Linked DNA regions of Sus scrofa: region 2 is linked to region 1. A link is a contact called in public HiChIP or PLAC-seq data. All regions are on one chromosome and are shown on one strand. The core of a region is the stretch at or near the end of the contact, and the rest is flanking DNA. Distances in the headings are between cores, read along the strand shown. Region 1 overlaps ITPR1 (inositol 1,4,5-trisphosphate receptor type 1). Region 2 has its middle 15 kb from the start of BHLHE40.

Region 1 (2,844 bases), core at 245-2,744:
GTGTTAAGAGAACATGGTGTTTTAACACTCCCTCGGTTATCAGCTGCAGAGCGGAGGTTGTATATTGTCACATACGGTTTTCCGAGTGTATTTCTACATTTGTTACCTGGCAACATTGCCACGTTGGGACATGAGGATGTATTGGTTCCTGTCAGATCCACGCTGTTGGTATTATAGAAGTTAGATTCTGTTTTCCTCCAAGGAACTGAGAAGAGGAGAATGGGGCTCAGTTGAGAGATGGGCTGACGTGCTTTGGTGGCTGACCTAGGACGAGGGGTTCAGCGGGAGATGGTGGCTCTTGTTCTGCCTGGATAGATGTGCATTTTTGTGTTGTCGACCTTCCCATGGCTGTTATGACAGCCACAGCATCTTTTACTGGAGTGACCCTCTGCTCTGCTGATATCCTTCAGGGGTCTTCTGTTGAGCTGGCAGGATGCACTGAAAGCACTGGAGCAAGAGAGTTTGCACGCCCTGTGGGGGCTTGCGCTATTTTAGCACCCCACCCACCCATCCCCTGTGTGATTAACCTCATCCCTGGAAAGATGTTTGCATTGGAAACCCTTGCCTCTGAAAGTCCTTTCCATTGAAGCTACACATTCAGAGACTCAGAAAAACCTTACTGAGACCAAGGACATTGAATTCTCCTGCACCTGTAACATTTCTTGAAAAATGCTCAAGAGGGAAAAGTTCCCATGGTAACAGGGTTTTTTTTTTTTTTTTTTTTTTTTAAGGAGTTTTGTGGCATCCATAGGTTAGACAAGATATGGGAGTAGAGTAATGGGGCTTGGCAGCCCCCCATCCTACAAGCACTCTTTTAAGACTACCTCCTGCTGAACATGCCAAAGCTGGAGTCACTCCAGAAGCCATGGCAGCACTGCTGCGTCTGGCCAGGTTGGGTAGATGGGGGCACTCTACTGGTGTTTCCCTCTTCACTTCCCACCTGTCGGCCTTTGCAATCCACTGGCTTCTTTGTGTCTTGTCCACTAAGAAAGAAAAAGACAACTGAGTTTACCTGGAGGTATTTAGAAACCATCAGTTAGCTTCAAATGTATGTATTTTAAGTGCTCAACACCTCCTCTAGAAAACCCAAGCCATTTATTTGGTTTCAGGGTTCTTTGCTCTTGGGTGTTAACATGACTCCTGGCATCACCAGGCAGTGCCCTAAGAGGAAGCCACGAGATTCCTTAAGGTTTTATTTTATGGCCGGTGTATTTTTTTTTTTTTTTTTTGGTATATACTTGAGGAGGACTTGATCCCAAGGTTTCAGAACTTGGACAGTTGTCATGAGTACCCTTAATGTGGAATCCTACATCCCGCTGTTTAAGATGATCCCCTAACTGGCTTTAAAGTCCGCAACCCGCAGGCCGAGGAAAATGCTTCAGAAAAAAAACAAGGTCATGCTGCATTTTTTTTTGGTAAGCACAGGAATCAACAAAGAGATGTTATATAACTTCTATTTATATCCTCCTTGCTCACTATCTGCAGGCAGACAAGAGTCGCTGAGAAGGGATTTAATGAGCTCTCTGGGTTTGCTCACCTTCCTGAGCGGGTAGGAACCAGCTTGTTCTCAAGTGCGTCAGCAAAGAATCTGGCTGTGGGTGGGCGGCCGGGGTAGGTGGACGGACTTGTTGCCATGGTGTTCTTTAATTCCTCTGTCTCACAGCCATCTCCTTCCCCCTTCCCTGGCTTCTTCCTCTCCCCCCTTCTTTTCTTTCCTTTCCTTTTCTTTTCCTTTCTTTTCTTTCTCTCCCCTAATCGATAAGCTTCCTAGTTTCTCACACCTAGTTCAGGATTCTTGGAGCTGTCTCCAAAAATGAAATATTTCCCCCACAAGAGCTCCCCACTGTGTAGTTCTAGGACATCAGAATGGTTTGGACTGAGGTGTCTTTGTCCTGCACCCTCCTCTATTTCTCTTCTTAAGACATTTCTGTATTACCAGCCCCTCTACTACAGGGACTTGTTCTATAAGTCTCTAAGTTCACCCCAGGGATGCTTTCTCTGGGCTATCAAACTGCCCCCGAATCAGGGGGATTCCATTGCCAGCTGGACAGTCAGTCGCTCTGCTGCAGAGGGGGAGGCTGTTTGTGTTTCCAGATTCCTCCTTTGTGCTGTTGCCCTAGGTAGGGTGATATGTCTTATCTCAGCTTGCACATAATAGAACCGCAGGAAAGCAAGAGAGTGTGTTGGTCCCACAGTGATCATTCCTGGAGCTTGGGCAGCTTTTGTTACCTAAAGGTTGTAGGCTGGGGTTACCCAGCCTACATCAAAAAAAAAAAAAAAAAAAATAGTGGCTGCTGCATCCATTTCTCAGCAGGGAACATCCTGTGGCAGCCTCGGGGGCACCCACCTACTCCCTGGCTGCTCTGATGGCCTTACCTTGTTGGCCACCTTCCCACCAGAGCAGGAGCATTTTGAAGACGTGAGTAGGGAGATTTATAATGAAGTGTTCTTAGAAAAGAATAAGTAGTTCCCATGAGGACAGGGAAAAAAAAGCCAAAACCCACCCCTGCCTTGCCCAAGAGTTGTGCAATTCTTAATAGCAGTAGCCTGTTTGAATAATCAAAGGTGAGCTGACTTCCCCTTAGGAACTTCAGTTAGAGACATCTGCATAAAACATCCCCAGATTCCAGACCAAGAAAGTAACTTTTTTTTTCTCCCTCTGAGTAACTGGAGGGACTTTCCCTTTGGAAGCCTTCCAGCAGAGCTAACTGGATGGTTGAGAGTACTTTCTCATTAGAAGGTGCCTGGTATCGGGGCATTAAACCTTGGTCACAAGCTTGGACCCTGAGCCTCTGAAACCCTCTGTGACATTCACATCTGGCTTTGGCACTCCTGCCAACCTCC
Region 2 (2,844 bases), core at 229-2,728, 230 kb after region 1:
ATGTAGAGTAAGTAGCGCATAACTCAAATTAGGCACCTGGCAGGTACACAAGCATTTGCTGAATAAGTGAAAGAACAGAAGGAATGACATTTACAGGAGCTTATTCACACTAAAGGTAAATGGTTGACAGCATTTTTTCCTCAAAAGAAGGTTTGCAGGGCATAAAGGGAGACACCAGAAGAGATGTAGTATATAAACTAGACTCTATGCGAAGTGCTGTATGAGGCACTATGCATACATTTATCTTGTGTACTTTCTCTTTTTTTTTAGGGACGTGGCATATGGAGGTTCCCAGGCTAAGGCTCTAATCAGAGCTACAGCTGCCAGCCTTTGCCAGAACCTCAGCAAGGCCAGATCTGAGCTGCATCTGCAACCTACACCACAGCTCACGGCAACGCCAGATTTTTAACCCACTGAGCAATGCCAGGGATCCAACCTGCAAACTCATGGTTCCTAGATGGATTCATTTTCGCTGCACCATGACGGGAACTCCCTATCTTGTGTACTTTCCATTTGACATGTAGAGAAATTCAGTCCCCTGACATCAAGTGATTTGCTCAAGGTCATACAGCAAGCAGATGGCATAGCCAAGGCTTTAAACCAACATATGATTCTAAAGTCCTTACCAAAGAGCCCTTTATGTCAACATGGACAAAAGCATGAGGAAAGAGAGTCTGAGGAGCTCATCAGAGTCGAACTCTGCACTTTGCGTGGTGCTGAATCGCCCGTGGGGAAGACTGAACACTGACTGCTGAGTGCACTAGGAAGGCAGCCTCCATTTGCTTCCGTTTCCCCTCAATCCTGGGAAATAATTTCACTTTGACATTTCAAAGAAAAGCTTTGAGATAACCTTACAGAGAAAACCAAGACCTTAATGGTCTTCTCTACATTTAAATTAGGTGTTATTTCATATGGCTTCTATGGGGAGGAAGCATCATAACAAGGCTCAGGACATATGGGCTTAATTCCCTTGAGTTCTTGGGGTGATCGTGTGATGCCAGGGCCCCCAAGAGTCTGAGGGGAGGGAAGAAAGGGATCCCCCCTGCCCCTTGCTTCCCTTGGGCTCCCCAGGCTGTGTGTGGGGGCTTCCTAGGGCCACAGTCTCAGCTCCCCTGACCTTCTCACGGGCCAGCCTTTCAGACAAGGCACTCACTGTCCAAGCATGTTCCAAGCCACCAGCTCGAGTCTGAGCCAGCCCAGGCCTGTTGCAATGAGTCAGCCTTTCACTGGGGAAAAATATGGTGACTGGCCTGCATGTCACTTTTTCCAGCTCGGCCCTCACCCTGGGCTTTATTTTTTTCCCCTTGGGATTTAACTGCCTATGAGGTGTACCCGAGGGGTCCTGGGAAGAAGGAGCTGGAATTCCTTTGTGGGTAGGTTGGTCAGGCTGCTTCACTGGAGCCAGATGAAGGCCTCTTGGACACATCCACCTGGCCTCCCCACACAGGCAAGGGAGAGTGGAGCCCATAGGGATAAAAGCTGCATCTCCTACCTACACAGGCAAGCCCACAATGGCCACTGGGGGAGGGATGTACCTGACACAGGCCACTCTGTCACCTTCGCGGGCCGTGATGGGACAGTAACTCTCGATACTTGGAGCTTAGGACACATTTGACCCCTTATCACCTAGAGCACTTTTCTGAAAGCTGATGCTCCTTCAGGCTCCTTGACTATTAAAGCAAGCCCCATCACCTTCTGCGAACCCACCACCCCTGCTTCATGCAAGGGGTCAGGTTTCAGAGCTGTTCACTTTACTGGCCCTTCTGACTCACCTCCAGCTTCCCTGAGGTTCCTGAGGCCTTCCCTGCACAGCTATGCTGAGCGGATTTCTCCCAGTGTGACTGGGTGGGAGGGACAAGCTGTGACCATTAGTCAAGGATCCGGGAGGGTGTGAGGGTGGGGGTGGGGGGGTGGGGTGGCCCTGGGTGGATTCCAGAGCACATTCTTTCTCTCTGGAGGAAACACTACTCTCTCTGCCTGGAGGCCCTTGCTTTGCAGCTCCTCTTCGCTTTTGTAATTAGTAAGGGTTAATATCTTCATTGCTCATTCATTCCGGCCTTGGGCATTTACCGATACCCTTTACTGACAGTCCAAATACCAGGCTGTGGGGCTAAGGTGGGCTACAGAACAGTCATGCTTCTGTCCTCGTGAAGGGGAGCAGCTGATGGGGACCCCGGGACTGGCCAGATCATTACACAAGCAGATACCAACCATCCAAAACAAATAAGAAGAAGAGTACAAGAGGGCAGACAGCAGGGCTAGGTGCTGTCCGGAGTGTTCAGAGAAGGCTGGCCTGAGATGGGATAGATAAAGAGGATGCCTGGTTAGGGTGGGAAAAGGGGTGAAAGATGGTGTTTGTTGTGGGTTGGATTGTGTCCCCCACAAAGAAATGTTGGGGTTCTAACATCCCAACCCCTCAAAACATGACCTCATTTGGAAAGAAGGGTCTTCACAGAGTGAATCAAGTTAACGTAAAGTGATGAGGGTGGGCCTTCATCCAATGTAACTGGTATCCTTACGAAAAAGGGACAATTGGGGGTTCTCTTGTGGCACAGTGGGTTGAGGATCTGGCATTGTCACTGCAGATCCTGGGTGGCCTGGGTGGCTGCTATGGCACAGGTTCAATCCCTGGCTGGGGAACTTCTGTATGCCATGGGTGCAGCCAAAAGGGGGGGGGGGCATTTGGACACAGAGTCAGAACAGACACAGGGAGGATGCCATGTGAAGATAAAGGCAGAGATCAGATTGATATATCTATAGGCCTAGTAATCAAAGATTGTCAGCAGATCATCAAAGCTGGGGGCAGCTCTGGAAGAGATTCTCCCCTACAGCTTCACAAGGAAT

Evidence for each region. HiChIP or PLAC-seq counts read pairs in DNA pulled down with a chosen protein or histone mark.
Region 2: an H3K27ac HiChIP or PLAC-seq map of skeletal muscle shows a contact between it and region 1. The contact joins two enhancer-like sites. A contact is called at or near these places in 5 of 47 Hi-C or Micro-C datasets (fibroblasts, liver, omental adipose tissue and 1 more) and 2 of 2 datasets of contacts at active chromatin or transcription factors (alveolar macrophages and skeletal muscle).

What each region holds. Positions count from the first base shown.
Region 1 is chr13:61,309,472-61,312,315 of Sscrofa11.1, forward strand. All of the region lies in intron 41 of ITPR1 (inositol 1,4,5-trisphosphate receptor type 1), which reads left to right. Among named protein-coding and RNA genes, the nearest start is that of BHLHE40, 220 kb to the right of the region's middle. Within about 2 kb of position 1,495, at least 21 of the 83 cell types and tissues checked have an H3K27ac peak or open chromatin away from gene starts, as enhancers often do. A contact at or near this core is called in omental adipose tissue and skeletal muscle, where this site is marked.
Region 2 is chr13:61,542,018-61,544,861 of Sscrofa11.1, forward strand. No RefSeq gene overlaps it. Among named protein-coding and RNA genes, the nearest start is that of BHLHE40, 15 kb to the left of the region's middle. Within about 2 kb of position 1,479, at least 18 of the 83 cell types and tissues checked have an H3K27ac peak or open chromatin away from gene starts, as enhancers often do. A contact at or near this core is called in omental adipose tissue and skeletal muscle, where this site is marked.